Regions from separate parts of the Mus musculus genome. Here region 2 is linked to region 1. Evidence: chromatin contacts called from public ChIA-PET data. All regions are on one chromosome and are shown on one strand. The core of a region is the stretch at or near the end of the contact, and the rest is flanking DNA. Distances in the headings are between cores, read along the strand shown.

Region 1 (4,158 bases), core at 574-3,073:
ATTGTTCAAGCTGAGTTAATAAAATTTTAATTTTAAAAGGACAAATGGGAATGAAGCACAGTGGGAAGTTATTGAACCAACCAGGGCTATGTAGTGAGACCCTGTCTCAAACAAGAAAGAAAGAAAAGAAAGATGGGTCTGCAGAAATGGCCCAGTGTTTATCTATGCAAGGTGTTACACAGCCATCTGAGGGCTGAGTTTGAATCGCCAGCACGTACATATGTAGAGCTTCATAATAAAACAACAAAATGCGTACTTTGAACTTAAAAGGCATAAGGGACAGTAGAATGTTTACTTGATGAACAATAATCTATTCTTTGTCTACAATGTCAGTAATTACTCCCAGACCATTTTTCTCTACTCTCTAATCCCGAACTATACAAACAGCTGGGCGTGGTGGTGTGAATCTGTAGTCTCAGGGCTTGAGAGGAGGAGGAGGCAGGAGGACAAGGGTCTGGGCAGTAAGTACTAAGTCATTGGACTACACAGACAGCCCTTGTCTTAAAAAATAAAAAGGATCAGAGCTGGCAGGGGGTGGCTCACAACCATCCATAATGAGATCTGACGCCCTCTTCTGGTGCGTCTGAAGACAGCTACAGTGTACTTATGCATAATAATAAATAAATCTTTGGGCTGAAGCGAGCAGGGACTGAGCGAGCAGGATTGACCAGAGTGAGCAGAGGTCCTAAAAAAATTCAATGACCAACAACCACATAAAGGCTCACAACCATCTGTACAGCTATAGTGTACTCACATACATAAAATAAGTAAATCTTTAAAAAATAATAATAAAAAGGATCAGAAAACACACAGAAACTCACGTCATCTCTTATTCTAGTCCCTTGCCAGTCCACCACATCCTTCAGCATGGAAATGTGTTAGTCACGTCTCAGCCCCAGAAGTCTCCACACGGCCCGTCCTGAAGTTCGCACTTTCCCACTGGGAACCCTAGGAAGGGTGATATTCTGTTCCACCTGCCCGCCCCGTGCCTTGACCTCCCGGGTTCCTTTACTCTTTGCCTGGAACCCTGACTTCTCATGCTGCTCTCACGCCTGGCAGAGAAGGCAGGAGCTGGTGACTGAGTCGTTCCAGGACACATTTACCAGCCCTGCGTCCTGCGCAGCTCAGTACCTGACACCATTGCTCACATGCTCCCTAGGAGCATCAGCACCGATCCACCCACCCTCCCGGTTACAGCACAGACAGACTCATTCAAAGTCCTTGAGCAGCTCACCCCACTAACAACCAGAGAAGCAGAGGGCAAACAGACATTTATACCTCCAATGGTCCAGTATTTCTTCAGTTCTTTGCCATCTGACTGACTCTTGGATTTTTCCTTGGATTTTCACCTCAGCCTCCTCTGGCCCCGCCTTGCCTGTGTCTATCATTTACAAACCTCCCTAGGCAATAGGCTCATGAAAATGCCCATCCTGGTCTAACTTGTAGGTGAAAGAGAAGAATCAGTTATCCAGTTTTGACATGGGCAAAGCATGAATAAACAGCTCTCCAGTCAGTAAGTACAGGCAAAAGGCATGTGACAAAATGTGACGGTAGCCAGGCATGGTGTCACACACCTGAAGTGTCAGCACTTGGGCTATCCTCAGAGGTCAGCCTAGGCTACCTCAAAAACATTAGAAAAGAAAAAGAGAAAAGAAATATGACCACAGCCTGTGCCCACTAAAGGGGTCCCTGTTCCTTCAGAAGGGGCTAGCCCAAATCCTACAGGAGTGAAGGGTCAGGACATCGAGAGCTCTGTAGACCCAAACTTACACTTCTGCTCAAACTCTCCCAGGCCAGGGAGCCCTCAGAAGCGAAGGCAGTGTGGGAATAATTAGTCAGACACGCTTCCCTTTGTGTCACAGAATCTAACTCGCCATCTATGACTTCAGAGAAGTTACGTGACAACAGCAGCACACGGTGTCATAGCAACACACCTACACGTCCTGCTGCCACCTTCCTGCCCGCAGAGAAAACAGCTGCCTTCTTCAAAAGTCAACACAGCCAGGCACTGTGCCGCTCATCTGCCACCTCCAGCACTTGGGAGGGAGACACGTGGAGTCAGGCTGAGGCTAGCAGAAACTACAGGAGACCCTGTCTAAATAGAAAAATAAGTAACGTAAGCAGCGGGTAGCCTGACATCAGCTGGGTGAAGTGTCACAGTGTCACTTAGTGCTTAGGAGTAGAGACAGAATCAGGTGTTCACGGTCATTCTTAGCCACAAAATCAATTTGAGGCCATCCTGGAATACATGAGACACTGGTTTTTTTTAATTAATTAATCAACTAATTAATTAATTTAAAAAACAAAGGAACCAAGAGTGCATATCTTTAATCCCAGCACTGGGGAGGCAGAGGCAGGCAGTTCCCTGTGAGTTCAAAGTTAGCCTGGTTGACAAAGCAAGTTCACGGACAGGCAGAGCTCTCTTTCAGAGAAACCCTGTCTCAGAAACAAAACAAGAAAAAACTAGGGGAGGGGGGAATTCCACTTACCATAGCATCAGAAAGATTAAAACCTTACCAAGAAAGTCAACAAATAAATTGTAAGACTTCTACAATGAAAAGTCACAAAACATTGTTTAAAGGCATTTAGTACTAAATATATCAGAAGATTTGGTGTTCATGGGTTGGAAAACCTGATTGTGTTATTGTGATAATTCTGCCAACTCCCACCAGTGAGTCCAAGACAATGCCTATAAAAATTTCAATTGCCCCTTTTTGCAGAAATGAAACTGATCCTAAAAGTCATACGGCGATTCAAGAGGCACGGAATAGCCAAAATACTTTAGAGAGGCCAGAAAGATGGTTCAGCAATTAAAGACATTTGCCACCAAGCCTGGCTACCTGAACTGAATCCCTGGGACCTCCAACGGTGGCAGGAGAGCATCAACTTCTGTAAACTGACCTCTGACCTCCACATACGTGCCGCGACACACTCCCACCCACACCACACACAAAATGAGTGAACAAATTAGTGTAAAAACAAAACATTATTTCAGAAAAGATCAAAACCCACTAACTCATTCTTTCCAGTTTCCTTTCTCTTCTCTTCTGAGACAGGTCTCGCTATGTAGCGCAGGCTGAACTTTTACTTACAGTAATCCTCCTGCCTCTGCCACCTTACTGCTGGGATTACATAAGCATACAGTACCACTCCGAGTTTATACTTCTTGATGTCAAAACTTACTATAAAACTGTAATCAAAACTGTGAGAGCGACATAAAGATGGACATAGATTAATGGAATAAAACTGAGAGTCCAGAAATCAAGCCATAGGCCAATTGATGGTTACCAAGACCCTCCAGTGTAAGAATAGTTTTCTTCTGACTTCAGGCACTGAGACACCGCTCAGCAGTGAAATACAAGAATTAAAACTACAGGCTGGGCGTGGTGGCGCACGCCTTTAATCCCAGCACTCGGGAGGCAGAGGCAGACGGATTTCTGAGTTTGAGGCCAGCCTGGTCTACAAAGTGAGTTCCAGGACAGCCAGGGCTATACAGAGAAGCCCTGTCTCGGAAAAAAAAAGAAAGAAAAGAAAAGAAAAGGAAAGAAAAGAAAAAAAGAATTAAAACTACAAAGCCATTAGAAGGAAAGAGGTGGCAACCTCTGTGACCTTAGATTAGGCGACAGTTTCCTAAGTACACCACCAAAAGAATAAGCAACAAAGGAAAAAAATAGATCACTACAACTCAAGATTTAAAAACTTCTCATATGAAAAGATAGCACCTGAGGGAGGAAGGGAAGCGGCCAGAGAGCATGGAGTGGTAGGAAGTACTCACTTAGGGGTATTATTATTATTGTTACCATTATTATTAGTGTGGGGAAGGTGTTGGGGTGCAAACACACTCATACACATACACATGCACATTTGCATGCCATCACATGTCAGAGGACAACTTTTGCATTTTGTGTGTGTGTTCGTTTGTTTTTGTTTTTTCGAGACAGGGTTTCTCTGTGTAGCCCTGGCTGTCCTGGAACTCACTCTGTAGACCAGGCTGGCCTCGAACTCAGAGATCAGCCTGCTCCTGCCTCCTGAGTGCTGAGATGAAAAGTGTGTAGCATCTCAGCCAGGCTTTAAATGTGTTCTTACTTATGTGTGTCTTGTCTGTATGTGCCCCACATGCATGCAGTGCCCACAGAGACCGTAAGAGGGCATTCGATC
Region 2 (4,158 bases), core at 470-2,969, 600 kb after region 1:
TTATTTATTCTTCTCAGCCCAATTGTCTCAAACTTTTTCCATTTATTTATTTATTTATTTATTTATTTATTTATTTATTTATTTATTATATGTAAGTACGCTCCAGAAGAGGGTGTCAGATCTCATCACAGATGATTGTGAGCCACCATGTGGTTGCTGGAATTTGAACTCAGGACCTTCAGAAGAGTAGTCAGTGCTCTTACCTGCTGAGCCATCTCTCCAGTCCTCCCCCCCCCCTTTTTAAAAATAGGGTCTCAAACCATTAGCCCAGGCTCAAACTCACAGTTCTCTTGCCTTAGTCCCAGGGCACTGAGCCGCAAAGGCATAAGTCACCACACCCAATTTATCTCAAACTTCCTACAGTTAACCCTCTACTTACGCCTCTCTCAGGTTAAAGTTATGCAGCCTTCCCCAAAAGTTCCAAGGACTTAAAAACCTACTGAATCGAGTCTCTGATCACTGATCTTGACCTAAGAATTCTTACCGGACTTTACAGCGATCCAATGCTAAGCACGGCTGTCTTCATCTCATAAGAGAATTAGATGCGGAGCAGTTAAATGGCTTGCCTGGGGGGTCTTACCGTTTGTGAGTAGCGACAAGAGTGGTTGCTACTCACAAACGGTAAAGAGTGGGACTCCTTTAACTTCAAAGTCCACACTTTTTCCATCATACCACGTTACCTCATGTATTAAAAAACCTCGAAGAGTGCGGTTTTTAAAAGACTATAAAATATATATATAATATATAACACAGCTTGTTGCGACATAAATTCAGGTACATCACATCCTTTGAACCATATGAATAATAGTCCCTTGGAACAAGCATGGAGTTTTTAAGGTTGTTAATAGTGCTGTTTCCCAAGCCCAGTGTAAGAATGTATTCCAGAGTAAATGACAGGTGGGCGGCTAAGGGGGAAAGCAATATGGTACAAGAAAATACTAGAAAGTGGACAGAAAAGAGATGAAAGTACACTATACGTTGGCAATACACAAAATAGACCGAGAAGACATAGTATGAAATAATCGGGCAGAGGAGGCCCGTAGGGCTAAAATATCTTAAGTTCGAGGGCCTATGCCTCTCGTAAGGAGAGCGCATGATGGGAGCTGTTAATAACAAATAAGTAGTACTCATGGCCACAGTCGAACTCTTGAGAGCCACAGACAGACATAGGTCGCAAGGGCACAGTCCGGCATATCGATGACAAGGCGGGAGGTGACTGAGGAGCCAAAGGGCACAGTATGGGCCAAAGAAAATGGGAAGAGGTTCAGAGGGTACGGGCCCCCAGACTTGAGACCAGACTTGTCTTCCCTTCGATAGCTGGCTGGTGTGCTTGATGACCCGCACCCCCAAGCCCTCCTGGGTCCCAGGTTCGGGGCAGACAGACAGGTCCTGTCCCCAGACCCCATTCTGCCCATTTCCTTGGGACTCCACGAGGGGGCAGAGGCAGGCAGGAGGGTCCTTACCCAGGAAGATGGAGAAGATGAGCCGCAGCGCCTGTTCCGACGCGCCCAGAGACGTCGCCAACTTGTTAAGGCTCAGATCCTCGACACCCGGCCACAGCCCCCGCATCTGCTCCAGCGTCTCTCCCATGTCCCCGTCCGCTGTAGACGCCATCTTAACTGCGGGCGCCCCCCGGGGACCCCCAGCTCCGCGCCCCGAATGTGGGCAGAACGCGGTGGCTTCACCCCCAATTCCGGCCGGGGGCCCGCCCACGGCGTGCGCATTGGCTGCGGGCCCGCCCAGAGCCTCTAGACCCACCCGATTATTGGTCGAGCCAGCCGGGGGCGGGGCCGAGCGCAGCAAGGTAGGAAGAGGGCGGGGCCGAGCGTTTGTAAGGCAAAGGTGACTCCCGTGAGGAAGGGAAACGGGCCGGGCCGGCGGGGCGGGGCGGGGCTTGCGATCGCGACCCAGCTGCTATTGGAGCAGGCGGGAGCGCGAGGCGAGGTGACAGTACAACTCGGTCCGGACGGCTCCGGGCAGGAGTGGGTCGGACGGGTGTCCGGCCGGCTTGCTCGCTGCCTTCCCATTGGTTGAGACAGGAGCAGGCGAGAGTCGGGGCGGGGGGGGGGCGGGGGGGGGCGGGGGCGTCACCAGACCGCGAGGTTACTCTCGGTCGCCGGCGCTGGGGTTACTGGGGCATGTAACGGAGCGGAGCGAATGTCTGCTGTCACCCCACGAGCGCCCCCTAACGGTGTCTCCTCGGGGGCGGGGGAGGGGGGGAGAGCGAGGGTCCTGCATTCCCAGCCCTTTCCTGAAGGCTCTGGGGGAGCCCAGGGGCCCAAGAACACCCTTTAATGCTACGTAGCTCTTCCCGATGCAGGTCCTTTTCGGTTGTTCAAGTACTGGGACTCGAACCGGTGCCGCGTGCACGCTCTCCTGCCGGAGCTACAACCCTAGTCCTTATGCAGAGTTCCCTTTCTATAGTAAAACGGACCTTCTCTCCGGAGGCAATGAAATTAGGATCTGCCTATTTATATTAAAAAGAGCCTACTTAACACTTGCCGCTTTAATTAACAGTTAGGCTAGTTTTGTCACGGCTTAAGTAATGTATGTTCCTGATGAAAGTTCAAGCACTAGAGGCATGAAGCAAAATAGGAGCCCTTTCCTCCTATGCAGTGTCACTTCCCACTGATTGACCCCAGGGAAAGTGACAGTGTATGGGGTGTGTAACAAAGGGGTTCACAAGTTCTTGTCCTAAAAAGTTCAGCTATGGCTTACACTTCCATGGCATTTTATACTTTTTTCCAGCCCCCCCCCCCCCTTTTTTTTTTTACTGGGAAATTGAACGTAGGCTTTACGTGTGCTAAGGAAGCATTGGACCACTGAGCTATGTCTCCTGCCTTTTCATATGTCCTTTTATTTATACTTAAAGGCATTTTTTTTTACATTTATTTGTGTATATATTGGGGTATGTTGGAGGAAGGGCTAGTTTTTGCCACAGAACACACATGAAGGCCAGAAGACAACTTTCAGGAGACTGCTCTGTCTTTTGCCATGTGGATTTTGACGATTGAACTCAGTGCTGGCAAGTGCTGTAACGCGCTGAGCTATCTCTCTGGCTCGCAATTATTTTAATTAATTAAATTTTAATTTAAAATGCTTTATTTTTAATAATAGGGTTGTGCCTCTGTGGGTGGTGTGTAGATGAAGATTTCCTATCCCCGGTGTCTGGGTGTTACAGGAAATTGTGAATGGTGTGATATGGGTGCTGGGAATTGAATGCAGGCCCTCTGCAAGAGCAATATTCTCTCTTAACCACAGAGCCAGCCTGCCAGCACTGCCATTCTTTTTAAATATGAACTGCTTTACTCTTCCTGAAAAGTGCAGACTACAACCTTCCTGGATTAAGATTTTCTAATCTAGGCATAACCTAGACCAGTGGCTCTCAGCCTAATGCTGCAACCCTTTAATATACTTCCTCATGCTGTAGTGATCCTCCAACCCTAAAATTATATTTGTTACTACTTCATAACTGTAATTTTGCTACTGTTATGAATCATCATGCAAATATTTTTTGGAGATAGAGGGTTGCTAGAGAGGTTGAGAGCCACAGGTTGAGAACCACTGGCCTGCACAGAGAGCCAAATGTATCCCTTTCTGATGTCATCCCCTTCTTCATGTGAGACTGAAGATCTTAGACAATCACTTGACTGATGTGAATATTCATCACCAGGTAGTTTTTTTTTTTTTTTTCTTTTTTTTTTGGTTTTTCGAGACAGGGTTTCTCTGTGTAGCCCTGGCTGTCCTGGAACTCACTTTGTAGACCAGGCTGGCCTCGAACTCAGAAATCCACCTGCCTCTGCCTCCCAAGTGCTGGGATTAAAGGCGTGCACCACCACCGCCCGGCAAGGTAGTTCTGTTTAAAGGTGTGGTACTGGGCACAGCAGTGGGATGGCGCAGCAGGTTGCGGGGGGCCGGGGGGCGGTGCTTGCTGTAAATGCCTGGCTGACTCTGGACTTTGATTGCTGGGACTCAAGATAGGAAGAGAGAACCAGTTCCTAAAAGTTGTCCTCTGAGTTTTACACATGTATCATGACATGCCTGTCCCCACATTCAAACATACATACATCACACACACACACACACTCATCCACATACACTAATAATTTTTTTTAAAGGTGAGCAGGGCATGGTGGTGTAAGCCTTTAATTCCAGCAC

What was found. ChIA-PET counts read pairs in DNA pulled down with a chosen protein or histone mark.
Region 2: an RNA polymerase II ChIA-PET map of memory CD8 T cells shows a contact between it and region 1, with 5 read pairs. The contact joins the promoter of Lpcat3 here to the promoter of 4930417O13Rik in region 1. A contact is called at or near these places in 2 of 115 datasets of contacts at active chromatin or transcription factors (memory CD8 T cells and pancreatic cancer cells).

The regions. Positions count from the first base shown.
Region 1 is chr6:125,263,190-125,267,347 of GRCm38.p6, reverse strand. 4930417O13Rik (RIKEN cDNA 4930417O13 gene) reads right to left here and starts at 1,823. Exons shown (of 4, transcript NR_015527.1): 1 at 1,279-1,823; 2 at 822-948.
Region 2 is chr6:124,660,665-124,664,822 of GRCm38.p6, reverse strand. Lpcat3 (lysophosphatidylcholine acyltransferase 3) reads right to left here and starts at 1,719. Exons shown (of 13, transcript NM_145130.2): 1 at 1,464-1,719. The coding sequence starts at 1,614.